Regions from separate parts of the Zea mays genome. Here region 2 is linked to region 1. The links are chromatin contacts, called in public Hi-C maps. All regions are on one chromosome and are shown on one strand. Each heading gives the region's core, a stretch centred on a gene start, on an enhancer-like site or on the middle of the called end of the contact. The rest is flanking DNA. Distances are from core to core; before and after follow the strand shown.

Evidence for each region. Hi-C and Micro-C count contacts between places; a contact is called where the count stands out from the background.
Region 2: a Hi-C map of leaf shows a contact between it and region 1, with 5 times the contacts expected there. The contact joins the promoter of LOC100273992 here to the promoter of LOC100383948 in region 1. A contact is called at or near these places in 2 of 25 Hi-C or Micro-C datasets (ear and leaf) and 1 of 3 datasets of contacts at active chromatin or transcription factors (leaf).

Annotation. Positions count from the first base shown.
Region 1 is chr2:179,191,465-179,196,054 of Zm-B73-REFERENCE-NAM-5.0, forward strand. It overlaps LOC100383948, which reads left to right and starts at 1,791. Exons shown (of 1, transcript NM_001176565.1): 1 at 1,791-2,552. The coding sequence starts at 2,135. The coding sequence ends at 2,506. It overlaps LOC100279552, which reads right to left. Exons shown (of 7, transcript NM_001152549.2): 7 at 4,531-4,590.
Region 2 is chr2:179,457,934-179,462,455 of Zm-B73-REFERENCE-NAM-5.0, forward strand. LOC100273992 (lysine and histidine specific transporter) reads left to right here and starts at 2,065. Exons shown (of 7, transcript NM_001148378.3): 1 at 2,065-2,207; 2 at 2,293-2,457; 3 at 3,032-3,231; 4 at 3,359-3,489; 5 at 3,651-3,778; 6 at 4,339-4,522. The coding sequence starts at 2,191.

The DNA.
Region 1 (4,590 bases), core at 541-3,040:
TGTTACTGTGCCAACATGTTATGATAAAATACATTAATATACAGAAACATTAATCATCATTCCACATATATGCTCCCTAATGAACAAACTGATGTCAAGCAAACAAAAATGATGGAAAACAAAATCATTGACCAGCTAGTTCATACAAGGGAGTAGCGCTTTCCCAATCAGTATTCTACCTTTTCCCAATCAGTATTCCACCTTGTAAAATTCAATTTTGTTCTACAAAAAATATATTCAAGAAAAAATTGAGCGAACTCCATCATAAGTTGATGAAACACAATATTTTTGGTGGCACATTAATATATAGTCGAAGTAAAAGCAGAAAAATGTAGCACGATCGCAAACTTGAAGAAAATATATTTTCAATGCAAAAAACATATGCATAAATTCTCGTGCCCGCGCATTGCTACGACATACGAATTATTTAACCTTGTAAAATTCAATTTTTTCCTCCTGTGTAATATTCAAGTAAGTTGGCACAGTAAGAAATTTTGGGATTTATTAATGATGCAATGCATATTTATAGCATGTAGGTATTTTTTTATTTTTCATAAAGATTCATCTATCTTTATGGAAAATTAAAAAGTGGACTTTCCTTTTGTAACTGCATCTTTCTATACATTGTTGGTCTGGTTTCTTCCATCGAAGTCCATTTCTATTTATTAATTCTGTGAAAGTATGATGAGTAATGTAAAAGAAAACTCATTGTTGTGGACCTACATACATATATCTGATGGTGATCTTACTTCTAATAATACTCATGTGGATGCATTCTGAAGCAGCTCATGTTGTCGACAGTGCAACCCAGCGTCTCCTGGAGGAAAATAACCAGTTGCTTAACCAGATTTCTGCAAATAATGAAACATTCAAGGTCTGCTTTTATTTATACATGTCATATGTATGGTCTACACTTGCCCTTTTCATACTCTTGAGTGTCAGCCACAAGGTACATGGTAACTGTAATTTATTCATATTTAATTATGGTTGTTAGTCATACAATTACCATCTATTAAAAATACATCACTATTTTGTTCATGATTCCACCAGAAATGGAGATTATACTCTTACCGCTATAGTTGTTATTAGTTGAATCCAGGATGAAACATTGAAACTAAATGGAAAATTTGTAGAATTAATCAACAAAGAGTAGATGCCTTAGATGACATGTAATATAAGCTGTAAAGGTGCTTTTGGCTTCGTTTTGCACTACCTGTGTACAACCATGAACACATCGAAGTCCACCACTTTGAGTTTCATTTAACATTTCAGGGGACCGTGATTTAATCTTATCCTTTGGATGTTTAGTTTTGATATTTGTTGCATCAAGAACATTCATATCTGATGATATCATGTGAAATAAATGTGTCGATTATTATATCACTGGTTGGAACATGTCGCTCTTTTTGGTTTGATGGACTAAAGTAGCTTCCATGTATTTTAGAAGAAAAAAACATGATAAGTTTAGTAATCCAATTGATCATAATTGTTTTCATGCCTGATTTTCTTGTAGACAGTGGAGAACACAAATCCTTTTCTCCGCACGAGTAACAACATCAAAACAATTTTAAGCAGGTACGACATTGAGTTTCGAAACCTTCTGCAATTGATTACAACATTGAGTTGAGACCTGGCACTACTGATGTTAACGTCTATTCTTGTGTACTCTGTTTCAGAATGAGCGAAACGCCTGGTATCATGGGTCAGATGCCCCCATTGCCTTTATCCATAAATGAAGACCATATAAATTCTCTTATTCAACTGAACAGACCGGTAAGGACACACAATCTGTTAGCAAACAGAAGAGATGTTTGATATTTCAGTGCGACGTTAACAACAGGCTCTCAATTATGTCTAAGCAACATTATCTTATCCTGAAAGGTTGCATCATATGGCACAACAAGCATTTCCCATCACATGAAGCAAGAGACATGAGTTGAAACCCTAATTAAAAACCAAAATGCCATTTTTTAAGCACGGACCTCCAAGCAACAAGACCATACGATACAAATGACTCCACAAGACCTACAAATCTCGAGCATCATCAGAACAGTTTGCAGACAGGCAGGCAGGCAGCTACCACCGCCACCTCCACCATGTGCCCCACCGTGTCGCTTCCCTCTCGTTGGCCATCATGGGCTCCTGCCTCTCCTCCGAGGCCCCCGCCACCGGCGATGGCCCAGCGGCGTGGCGAAAGAGGCACCACGGGAGCCAGGAGGGCGCGGCCGGCGGAGGTGGGAAGAAGCTGCCCGGAGGAGCGGGGGAGATGACGGAGGATGAGCTCGCGTGGGTCCTCGAGAGGTTGTGCGGCAAAGGCGCTAGCGCGGTGGCGAGCCTCCACACGCAGCAGGACCGGAAGGGCACCAACCAGGACGCCATGGTCGTGTGGGAGGGAGGGGGGACTGCAGAGGGAGCGGATGCTGGACGAGGAGGGGATGGACTGGGGCAGCGGTCATGCGGAGGGGATAGACGGCGAGAGGATGGGGCGGATGCGGCATGCAGATGACCCGTGCGCGGCTCGCGGATGGGACAGATGGGGTGGTTTGTGCGGGCGAGGGGAACAGGGCGGGTGCGAGCGCGGAGAGGAGGCGGGGGCATCGCGACGGTCTACACTATCGTCTTAATAGTTTGTAGAGATTTAAGTTTCAATCTAGCCATTCTAATTAGATTATTTAGGATTGAAACTTAGGCTTTACGGTAGAGATAGCAATACTTAGACAAAATCTAGTTTGCACATTTTTTATTATTTATTTGTACAGGGTTTGCTCTAGGGATTTAATTGTGGCCTAGCTTAGAGTAAGTTTTTAGAAGTCCTAATTCACCCCACCCCCCCTCTTAGGCATCACTGTTTCCTTCGCCTTCTCCTCTATGTCGACGACATCGTCCTCACAGCTGTTTCCTTCGCCTTCTCCTCTATGTCGACGACATCGTCCTCACAGGCTCCTGCCCTGACCTCCTGCGGCACATCATCTTCTCCGTCCAGCGGGAGTTCACAATGAAGGACCTGGTGGGCTGCACCACTTTCCGGTGTTCACCATCGAGCACCAGCCCTAGGGTATGTTCCTCCACCAGCGCTAGTACATCATCGACATCCTCGAGCGTGCTGGCATGGCTGATTATAAGCCCTACATGACTCTGGTGGACACTCAGGGCAAGGTCTCCTCTGTCGACAGCCCTCTGGTGGCTGATCCGACCAGCTATCTGAGTCTTGCTAGGGCCTTGCATTACCTCGTCTTCACCCGCCACAACATCGCCTATGCCGTTCAGCAGGTGTGCCTCCATTTGCATGCCCCGCGGGAGCCACATCTCACCTCTATGAAGTGGATCCTGCGGTACGTCCAGGGCACCTCCGACCTCAGCTTTCTTCTTCGACGATCTGCGACCACCGACCTCGTCGTCTACACCGACGCTGACTAGGTCGGTTGTCCCGACACACATCGATCCACATCCGGCTTCACCATGTTCCTTGGCGATAGTCATGTTTCCTGGTCTTCGAAGCGGCAGACAGTCATCTCCCGATCCAGCGCCGAGGCCGAGTATTGTGTTGTGGCTAACGACGTCGGTGAGGCGACGTGGCTTCGCCAATTTCTATAGGAGTTGCACAGTCCGCTAATGCGGAGCACCATTGTCTATTGTGATAACTTCAGCGCCATGTAACTCTCCACTAACCCCGTCCAGTATCAGCGCACGAAGCGTGTCGAGCTCGACATCCACAATGTCATCGCCATGTAACTCTTCGCCATGTGCCTCACACAAGCCACGTGATCTAAATTTAGTTATATGTTGAAGCATGATTTTTCCTACTTGCGGAATTGCTTTCAAAGTTATGAATTATATGAAATTGATGCATTGCAGTCTTGCATTTGCATTCTCATGTTGATAATAATGCATATGGATAAACTGTAGCCAAAGCCGAATTCATGCGATAAGTATCGGTATAACAACACACGTTGAGAAGTAACTTGAATGCAGCCTTCACTTCCTTCTTTTGGGATGTGTGAGTAGAAGATAAGTCCTGCATTGCATTGCACCATTTGCATTCGCATAATAAAGCTCTAATATGAAGTATTGGATATCTCGTTATTGAATTCAGTTTATTTATATCTTTAATGTATTGTTAAATTATTGCCAAACCAACTGTGATTTAAAAGGTGACATTTTTATGGCCTTAGGATTAGAGAGAGCAAAAAACAGAGCAACGCACTGTGAGCCGGTCATTGCCAAATGTGGCGCACATGCAGAATTAACGTGACTATATGTTAGATAATGCAAATATATGGTAATAAATTGATCTCGGTTGTCATGGAAATTAGCCGAGATGTTTAAAACGGATCAACTATTGGACCAGCTAATTGTTAACTATACCTCTATAATAATCATTAGTTGTTAGGTGCTCTAACCTAGCTAACAATATATTAGCTGACTAACAATTAGTTCTAAAGGTTTAGAACATGACCTTACAAGTGTAAGATGACCAAACTTTTTGAGGGGACGAGAAAAGACAAATCATGCTGACAACATTGAACAAACTAGCAAGGACTACTCCAATAAATTATTATTGACGAACAACGCTCAATGGAGTGAAGCAAA
Region 2 (4,522 bases), core at 815-3,314, 270 kb after region 1:
CTATAAAGTTTGTTCCTGCATGCCAGGAGATATTGTCGGACTGGTGATAACAACTCGAGAGAATTTATCGCGGTTTGTTGAAACAGATTTATATTTACTGAAGTATATGCAACCAGTTACGCAATTGTATGTACATATTTATGCCTCGCGTTTCTGCTTACGTGCATGCTGTGCGATATTTTCGGGAGGCTTCGGTTATCGTTCGCGATTTTATCGCGTATATCATTTTACGCTAAAATACACAAGGGTTTACGATCTCTTGTCTTATGATTTACGCTGTGGTTCGACCAGACCATAAACCGCCGAACAAACCTGCGCTCTGACCGATTCCGTCTAATTGGCTGGGGCGTCCCGATACTAATGGAAGCCCTGGGCTTCCATTAGTTCGTCCCTATATATATATATATATATATATATATATATATATATATATATATATATATATACGGCGCTGCTAAAATGCACCTGGGTGCATTCTCTATATTGAATGCACCCAGGCGTAAGTCATGTTTCGCGCGCCTCCCCACCCCCGCCGCCGCCGCGCGCATCCCTATCCCCGCGCCGCCGCCGTCTCCTCCTTCTTCCTCCGATCCTCTAAACCTAGATCCCACCGCCGTCGAGCGCCTCCCTGTCCTCGCGCCGCCGCGCGCCTCCCTGTCCCCGCGCCGCCGCGTGCCTCTCTGTCTGCGTGCCTCCCTGTCCCCCGCATTAGGTGGGATTGCAAGCCCGCATTATGTGTGATTGCAACTGTTGTATAATTTTACTCAAATATCTGTTAAAAAATGTAAACAAAATGATTGCAACCGATGGTGTGTTGTAATTGCAACTGCTGGTGTAGTGTGGATGCAACTGCTGAGTTGCTCTTATGTGATTGCAAGTACTGAATAACTCTGAGAAATTTTGTTAAAAAATATGATTGCAACTGCTGGTCTGGTGTAATTGCAACTGCTTGTCTGGTGTGATTGCAACTTCTATATAACTATGTCCAAAAATCTGTTAAACAAACAAGATTGCAACTACTGGTCTGGTGTAATTACAACTGTGGGTCTGTTGTGATTGCAACTTCTATATAACTATGTCCAAAAATATGTTAAACAAACAATAATTGCAACCGCTGTCTGGTGTAATTGCAACTTCTGATCTGGTGTGATTGCAACTTCTATATAACTATGTCCAAAAATCTGTTAAACAAACAATGATTGCAACTGCTGTCTGGTGTAATTGCAACTGCTGGTCTGGTGTGATTGCAACTCCTATATAACTATGTCCAAAAATCTGTTAAACAAAATAATGATTGCAACTGTGTCTGGTGTAATTGCAACTGCTAGTCTGGTGTGATTGCAACTTCTATATAACTATGTCCAAAAATCTGTTAAACAAAACAATGATTGCAACTGCTGTCTGGCATAATTGCAACTGTAAGTCTGGTGTGATTGCAACTTATGTGAAGAGGTTGAGCCGTTCGCGGAGGAGCCGTTCACGGAGAAAGAGGGGCGGGGGCGGGAAAATGAAAAGGTTCTGTCCGGAGCGTGCGAGAGGGACGAAACCGGCCTGGGTGGGACGGTTGGCTCGGACCTGGCACATAGGTTTGGCCTGGGTGCATTCTCTATATTGAATGCACCCAGGTATAATATATAAATACAGTATATATATATATATATATATATATATATATATATATATATATATATATATATATATATATATATATATATATATATATATATATATATATATATATATATATATATATATATATATATATATATATATATATATATATATATATATATATATATATATATATATATATACACGACGCCTAGACTACAAATATAATTATTGTTTATTTCTAAACAGTAAGATATGTATTCTGGTGGTTAGCCTCAAATTTATAGACTAAAGAGTATGGGCTTGAGTGATTGCTTTACACTATTTTTTTTTTGACTATGTTGAGTGTGGGGATGAAGTAGTGGCAGTAGGTGCCCATATTAGTTTTTAACAGAGTAGTATAGATAAATCTAACAGGAGTATAGTATAGAAGTCTACACCGCAATTGTACAAGCAGACTAGTCTCGACTCTCAACGCCCCTCCTCCATGCCTTCTTGATCCCGAGCACCGCAGGCCAGGCAGACCAGCCCCGCCTTGCCGTCGCCGGATTCGCCCGCGCGATCTCAATCCCCGCCTCCATGCTGGCTTCGGCAAGGTGAATGATTGCTCGCCCGCGGCGTACCAGCAAGGCGTTCGGCGGATTGGCTGACGGCGTCCCCTTATGCGTGGCGTGCGTGCAGGGGGTTCTGGGCGCGGCACCGCCGGAAGATCCTCGTCTCCCTGGGCGTCGCCGGAGTGGGATACGCCGCCTACCACTTCTACGACGCGCGACGCGCCCAGGTCGTGCGGGTCGAGCAGCTGCGCGCCATGGAGGAGCAGGCCGCCGACGACTTCGTTAAGAACCAGTACGAATTTAGCGCCCCCCTCCTCCTCCTCCACCCGAGGCTGGATTACTTGGGTTTCTCTCTACCGCTACTCCTTGCATTGCCTTGGTGCTGCGTGCTCCTGTTCTCCATTGTTCTACTCTATCCCGGGGGGGGGGGGGGGGGGGGGGGGGGGGGGATTCGCCCCCAATTCACAAAGCTCAGGCTGCACGTCGATCTGTCTAGTGTCTCAGCTGCGCTCGATTGGGTTCATCGTTTATTCAGTTTGCAGCTAAATTGGACCAGAACGATGCTAACTTCGCTGTTGTTTTATTAGTATATATAAAGCTAATATGGTTGCATCCTTTATTATTATGGTAAACCAGCTAGGAGAGATTCTCGACCTACCTTATCTGGATCATTCGTGTTGTACATGTTGCTCCTGGATTTCAGTGGTCATAGCTGGCACCATTACAGGGCAAATATTTGCTTGAGAAACATCGACTCCTCTTCTTATTTGTTCTGTTGTACTGGTATTAATCGTGGAAACTGTACCTGTTTCAGAATAAGCAAGTGCTAAATTTAGTAAAGCTTGCATGCTTCCATTTTGTTGTAGGCTCCAGGCACACTTTGAGAAGGTGAAGAGGATTTGCGACACTACCACATTGCCTTTGGCTATGCATCATCTCAGTGATAAGATAACAAGCCAACTGGATATTTCAAAATTGACTGACAAACTACGGCAAGCAAAGGTAGACTCAAGTGCACTGACACCAAAGGAGAAGTACGAAACCTGGGAGGAGATTAAAATTAAGAGTATGGTACTTCTTATCTTATATATATATACGCTATGCATGACTTGCTGGGTCTATTCATTGTCTAGTCATAAATATGCATTTCTAACGTTGTTATTGTTTTTTGTGGCTTTTCTCTGATTTCTTAGGTTTCGCAAAGATAGTTTCTTCAATGTGGGCAATGACATTGCTTAGCTTGTATGTTAGAGTTCAGGTCACCATATTAGGCAGGCATCTCTACTTAGATTTTGCCCAAGGTACAAATGGTCCACAGTTACAGGTACATCTATGCTCCAGCCTCCACATTCTATGCTCAAGTACTTTCGTATGGGTGGCTTTCAAGCACTCTAGATGGTTAGATAATTGAAATTATGTTAGAACACCGACTTGTTTTGGGTTCAAGCTGCTTCCTGACATGGGAATGTCTCACTTCTTTTGTAGGCAGAATCTGACACCTTTAGTGAAAATGGACACAGGAGCTTTCTTGCAATGGCTGATTATCTTGTCACTGACAAAATCACTGGATTCCTAACGCAAATGCAACGTGCAGCAACTGAAGTCCTTAAAGAGTAAATATACCTTCTCCTATCCATATGATACTCCCTCTGTCCCAAAATACTTGAACATATAGGATTTCAATTTTGTCCCAAAATACTTGACATTCTCACTTCCCAATGCACCTTTCTCTTCTCCCAATGCACATTTTTATTTTCATGGAATATGCATATATTTTTCTAGCAAAATGCTTGTTTGTGTTACATGCTGAAATTTGTGTGAACTGAGGCATGAAGAGGATCCACACTTCTGTATTCAGCATAAATTTGTTTGTTTTGTACACAATGTATCATTTCCTCTTTTTCTTGGTAATCCAACTGTGAACATTCTACCATTAAGTGCCTGTCAACGAGCTGGTTACCAGTAGTTTTTCAGCTGTCTTGTTTCTTAGTTTAAATTGTTCCATCATATTCAATTTGTTCCTTAAACAGTTTACGATTCATATGTCCGCTTTGGCTGGCTCCCTGAAGTAACCATCTGGTTACCTTAGTACCATCAGGAAATTTGTTCCTGCCTTTCTGGTTGTGTATTACCCTTTAATGATACTGAGTACTGGCATGTGATTTTTTTGCAGGAAGCAACTGAAAGACCGTATGAACATGGACCAAGTATTGCAGACAGTATTACAAATATTGGACATGTTCATGGGCCTTTCTGAAGATAACTCATGGATAAATTATCTTGTACCTGAGAATCCCCCTGTTTATGCACAGTTGATGGCTGTGTCCAGTAGTGGCTTTGATGATTCATCACTCCTA